2 separate regions of the Gossypium hirsutum genome follow, and region 2 is linked to region 1. The links are chromatin contacts, called in public Hi-C maps. All regions are on one chromosome and are shown on one strand. The core of a region is the stretch at or near the end of the contact, and the rest is flanking DNA. Distances in the headings are between cores, read along the strand shown.

What was found. Hi-C and Micro-C count contacts between places; a contact is called where the count stands out from the background.
Region 2: a contact with region 1 is called in a Hi-C map of hypocotyl, with 2.6 times the contacts expected there. The contact joins two enhancer-like sites. A contact is called at or near these places in 2 of 34 Hi-C or Micro-C datasets (anther and hypocotyl).

Annotation. Positions count from the first base shown.
Region 1 is chrA08:40,313,635-40,316,334 of Gossypium_hirsutum_v2.1, reverse strand. No RefSeq gene overlaps it. Among protein-coding and RNA genes, the nearest start is that of LOC121205256, 170 kb to the left of the region's middle. Within about 2 kb of position 1,359, at least 5 of the 9 cell types and tissues checked have an H3K27ac peak or open chromatin away from gene starts, as enhancers often do. A contact at or near this core is called in hypocotyl, where this site is marked.
Region 2 is chrA08:40,522,464-40,525,163 of Gossypium_hirsutum_v2.1, reverse strand. No RefSeq gene overlaps it. Among protein-coding and RNA genes, the nearest start is that of LOC107946629, 22 kb to the left of the region's middle. Within about 2 kb of position 1,308, at least 3 of the 9 cell types and tissues checked have an H3K27ac peak or open chromatin away from gene starts, as enhancers often do. A contact at or near this core is called in hypocotyl, where this site is marked.

The DNA of each region.
Region 1 (2,700 bases), core at 110-2,609:
GAACTATGTTTCTTCATTCTGACACTGAATAAGTGATTATCATTTGTGGAGGGGATTTGCACTTTTTTTTTTTTTTTGCTAACAGGTAATTTTGTCTCATTAAGATAGTAAAATAATCCTTGAGCACGTAGCAAGGTCGTGTCCCTCCTGCCCCTTCCTCGACCCATGATCAATGTGACAGGAAACTAAAAAACTGAGTTGAGATACCCTTTAAAGTTGGCGATTCAGTCAGATTCTAGAAATATTACTTCTTTCATTACATTTTGGTAAAAAACTGCAAAATCTACTACTTTGATAACTTTTTTGTTTTTGTATTATTTTAAGAAAGCAATAATTAAGAAAAGAAAAAAAAAAGGAAAATGATGAATAACATTACAAAATCAGTATTGTTTGAGTTAGTTTAGATTGATTGGTCGGATAGATTAAATCAAGATATCAATTTAGAGAGTAGTTTTAAATCAGTTACATCAAGAATTAGGGCCGTAGCTAAGGGTTGCAAGGCCCCGCCCTCTTAAAATAGAAAAATTTTCATTTAGATCCTTTAAAATTTATAAAAATTTAAATTAATAAAGTAAATTTATATTTTGACCCCCTAAAATTATAAAGATATAAATATTAAAATGATTAAATTATATTTTTATTATTATAAAAATATACAATTTAATTTTGCTCCTCCTAAATTTTTTTTATAATTTTGCCCTTGTTGAGAATTCATACAAACTAATTAAAAAATCAATTAAATAAATTAAAAATTAATTGAATCAACTCTTGAATCGAATTTTTAATTTTTAATAATTTTTTAATTAAATCGATTAAATTAACAAAATCAGAATTCTACCTCCACTAATTTAAAAAACAATGTAAAGAATGGAAAAAAAAAGGAAACCGCCTTGGTTTTCTCTTATTTTGGTGGCACCCAGATTACACGAGATGGGTGGACACAGGTCCAGAAAACTGCTTTAATTTTGAAATCGCGAAAGGGGAAAGGAGGGGCAACCCACATCCCCACTTGAATCCACAAAACTGTAAAGATAAATTGTTTTATAGCTGTGAGAAGCATATGGGACCTGTATTAGTTATCATATCAACTTTTACATCCCTGGGATATCATTATCTTATTACCTGTCAGATTCTCACCCAAAGTCGAAAAGAGATCAAATTTCCCTGTGATGTAAACGGTGGGAAATCTAGTCATCATATCATCATCAGATATCCTAGTTATATCTTGACTCAATAAATGGTGCTTTTGTTTTATACAAATGTAAATCAGATATGCTAACATTTGTAACTGTAGTTTCATAGTTCCAAGGTGGGCTCTCTCATGTCAGTGAAAAACTTTGATGCACTTTCCTTATTTGCCATTATTATTTAGAAGGTCATGACAAATGACATGCCCCATGTCCATGAACCAACCACGTGGGATGTTTGATGATAATTGTTTGGTCCTTTTTCTTTCTCGATAGGATAAGGATGGATTAATGCAAGTTTTTCTCTTTTGTTTGCTATATAGGTCCTAGTTCTATGTTCTTACAAAACAAAAAAATGTGTAGACTATGAGTTGGCAAGGAATTCAACTATATATTGTCTCTTTGTGGAGAAATTGGATTTTTAAGATATCTATCTATTTATCTATAGTATTTTCTTTAATATTAATAATCTTCTTATCCTATATAATGCGTTAATTATTAGATGAAGTGGAGTTGGTCAGCTCAGATGATGTTGAAACCTGCAAAATGATTTTTCTTTTTAATTGCACTATGAAAAAATAAATGTAGAATTTGTATTTGTTGAAGTTGGAAATAAATTTATGGAATATCATTTCATTGAGTAGTTGTATTTGGTTATAATTGCAAAACGAAGAAGATGATATTGCATTAATTGCTTGTCTTGTTATGCTTCTCTTAGTTTGTATATTTCTTATTGGGATTGCAATTTGATCTTCGGCGGCTAAGCTGATTGCGTATATTAGAATTTTGAGTGTTTGAGCAAAGATCAACTCGCCTTCTCATGAATTATATTTGGTACAATAATTGTTGTACTGTTGTTTATCCTTAATTAACATTTAAAATATAGCCAATTAATCGCTTTTTCAGTTCATATTTTGTTCAGCTCTTTTGGGTCCTAACTCTTAAATTTGCAATGTCTTCTGGGGATACAAAACCAAATCATTTTTATAGTTTATGTCACTTACCCAAAAGAATTATGTAAAAACAATCAAATTTTAGTTTAAAGCTTTGGGATTTGGTGTCTTAAATCTTTTTTTAGATTTATTATGAATTTAAAAATTATATTTTAATAAAATTGAAAAAAATCAAAGTTTAGATAATTAAATTAGTGGTTGAACTGATCAGTCCTACTAATTCAACTGGTACGTCCATTTGATTAAATAAATCATTAAAAATTATCAAAATAAATAAATAAAAATTAGTTCAAATGTTCCGTACCAATTTTCAAGTTAATCAATCTTATGCCTTTTCCTAAGCCAGTATTTCAATCGGTTCTCAATCCAACCAGCCTCACTGGCAAGTCCAATTTGATTTAAACAACCATGAAAAACACTTCATAGTAATATTTGTTATTTTTTTAAAAGATTGATTTGTAGACTTTTTTCTAATTAGTTGAGTCCGATTAACTTGTAACACTAACTTAAGACTTAATAATAATATAGTTAGATGTCAATTGAGTTTTAGCTTGGTTGGC
Region 2 (2,700 bases), core at 59-2,558, 210 kb before region 1:
TTTTTTAGCTAAAATTTGACCTCAATCTTTTAAAAAGAGTCGAATTGTTTCTTTTAAGAAAATATTGACTCAACTAGCAGCCTATATAACCATCCATGTGTACTTTATGTTAATTTTTTTATTTTTTAATATTTTATATTTTGAATATATTTATATTTTTTAAAATTTTTTTGATGATGTGGTATATAAGACAAATAGTGTTATGTTAATATAAAATACACGTGAACTGTCATGCAAGTTGTCATGCCAACATCATAAAAAATTAGTATTTCAATATAAAGTACAGGTGAACTGTCATGCAAATTGTCACGCCAACATCATAAAAAATTAGTATTTTAGTTAGCATTTCCGCTTAAAAAATTATTTAACTATTTTTGAAAAGTTAACGGCCAAATTTAGATAAAAAAGGAATAAGGATCAAATTGAAAAAATGTAAACATTGGGGGCTAAATTAATCATTAAGCCTTAAATATTTGGCTAAATGGTCTAAGAAACCCCTGAACAAAAAATACACCCAATTGAGCCCTCAAACATTATATTTTTCATCAATTAAGCTTTTACATCATTAAAGTTAATAGTCAACCATTATCAGGTAACACTTTCTGTTTTATTTCAATTTTTGAGTTATTTTCATATGTCACACCAGGATTATGATGAGAATAAGTATTTTCTATTTAAAATCTAATTATTGTATAAAAAGTTAAAAAATTAAAAAATAGAAAATATAGAATGTGAAATATTATAAAAGTTTATAGAAAATTATAAAATTTATTATAAATGACAAAAGACAAAAAATTATTATAAAAGAAAATAAAGAAAATAATTAAAACCTATTAATATTAAAAGTTATATTAATTTTAATAATTTTAAATTTAAAATATTAGTTTCCATCGCATGGTACAATCTTTGTGTCACATGTGATAAAAATAACTCGAAAAACGAAATAAAACTTGATAAAAAATTATAAGAAAAGAGGGTTCAATTGAATGTATTTTCTTTATTTATGACTTAATTTATTTTTTAAAAAAAATTCAAGAACTTATTAATAATTTTTCTATTTTTCTATCTTGCCAGTTCCATCTCTTCAAATTTGTGGTGTTTGGATTTTTCATTTTTCTTATTAAAATTTGAAAATAAGCATCAACATCTCACATTGAAGATTCCAACGCAAGCATATCGAAACCAAAAAGAAAAGAAAAAGTGGAATATGCATTAAAAAAGATGTTATGATATTAAATATATATTTTCATTCATCTAAAGTCGAGGTCCCATTCTTATCAACTGAATTCCTTCTAAATAAAGAAAGCGAAAGATGTGATGCTGGCGCCATTCTCATTACTAGATAAGACCAGAGGTGTTTATGGCCCCGCCAGTTCCACCCCTTTTTATTTCTTCTTTTTTTTTTTAATCGATAGGATTTGGTTTATTTTATTCTTGAAAAATAAAAAATATTATTCATTCTGTATTTGGATATCATATAGAATTGGAAGAAAGTATAATTTGTAATTCAGATCAGATATTATAAATTATAATTAGATAATTAGATAATTTTAGATTCTAAGAAATAATATTAACTATTAAAAAATTATCAATAATACTTGAGAAAAAAATTTACTAAACATACAACAAAACTAGATGATTTCAAACCATTGTACGTAATATGCTAGCCTAAAAAAGTATTCTATATTAAAATTAACAAAATAAATAATTACTTAAATAATTCTTTAGAGAGTCTTTTCTAAGATCTTTTTGATATTTTTTAAAATTTAAAATTATGTAATTATATAAATTACTTTTATATTATCAATCATAACATAAAAAATTATGATATAATTAGATCTTATTAATTAAACATATCTAAAAAATTAATTTTTTTATAATTATAAAAAATATATAATTACTACTCTGATAATTATACTTTCATCCAATAATACAATTTAAATTAGATTCCATTTGTCCATCCTTTTCCTCCAAAGGCCACTATTGTAACACCCTGAATTTTGGGGTTAGAAGTTTTAAGTTTTGTGGTTAGGGTCAGAGAAAGAGGTGTGTTATTATGTTTAGTTGCGCGTTTAAATGATAGAATGGGCTTGTTGGTCTGGTGGTCGGTTGTGTGTTAGTTTGCCTTTGAGTTCTGGGTTTGAGTCCTTGTGTGTGTGTTTTGGGTGATGTATTTTTATATTGATTATAGTGGACTTGTTTTAATTTAAAATATAATTATTACTTTTATTTTTATTTTTATTATTTTGGATTTTTATATTTTTTTTGGGAAGTGCATGTTCTTTCTTCTTCTCTTAGCTTTTTTTTTGTTCTTCTAAATTTCTTTTTGAAAATGGTGTTTCTTGTGGAATTTGGAGAGTCGCTTGCTCGTCATCAAGTCGATGTTCGGACTTCTTTGATCGCAAATCAGGCGTGGGTTTCGAAACTTTTCTATTTTAATTGTGAATTGTAATTTGTTTTTGATAGAATGTGGCAATCTTGGTGTCTTTCGAAAGTTGGTTGTCGAAGTTCTAAAGTACTGTTGTTTGATATGGAAATCTACTCTGGTTAGTGTGTTTCTGAGTCCCATCTATTGGGGGTCACTTTAGTGATCAGAAAACTCGATTTTCAAGCTGTTTGTGGGTGGTTTCGTGACCACATTGGTGGCCACACGAGCGTGTGCCCTGACACAGGTGGTCCACACGGCCGTGTGTTGTTAGG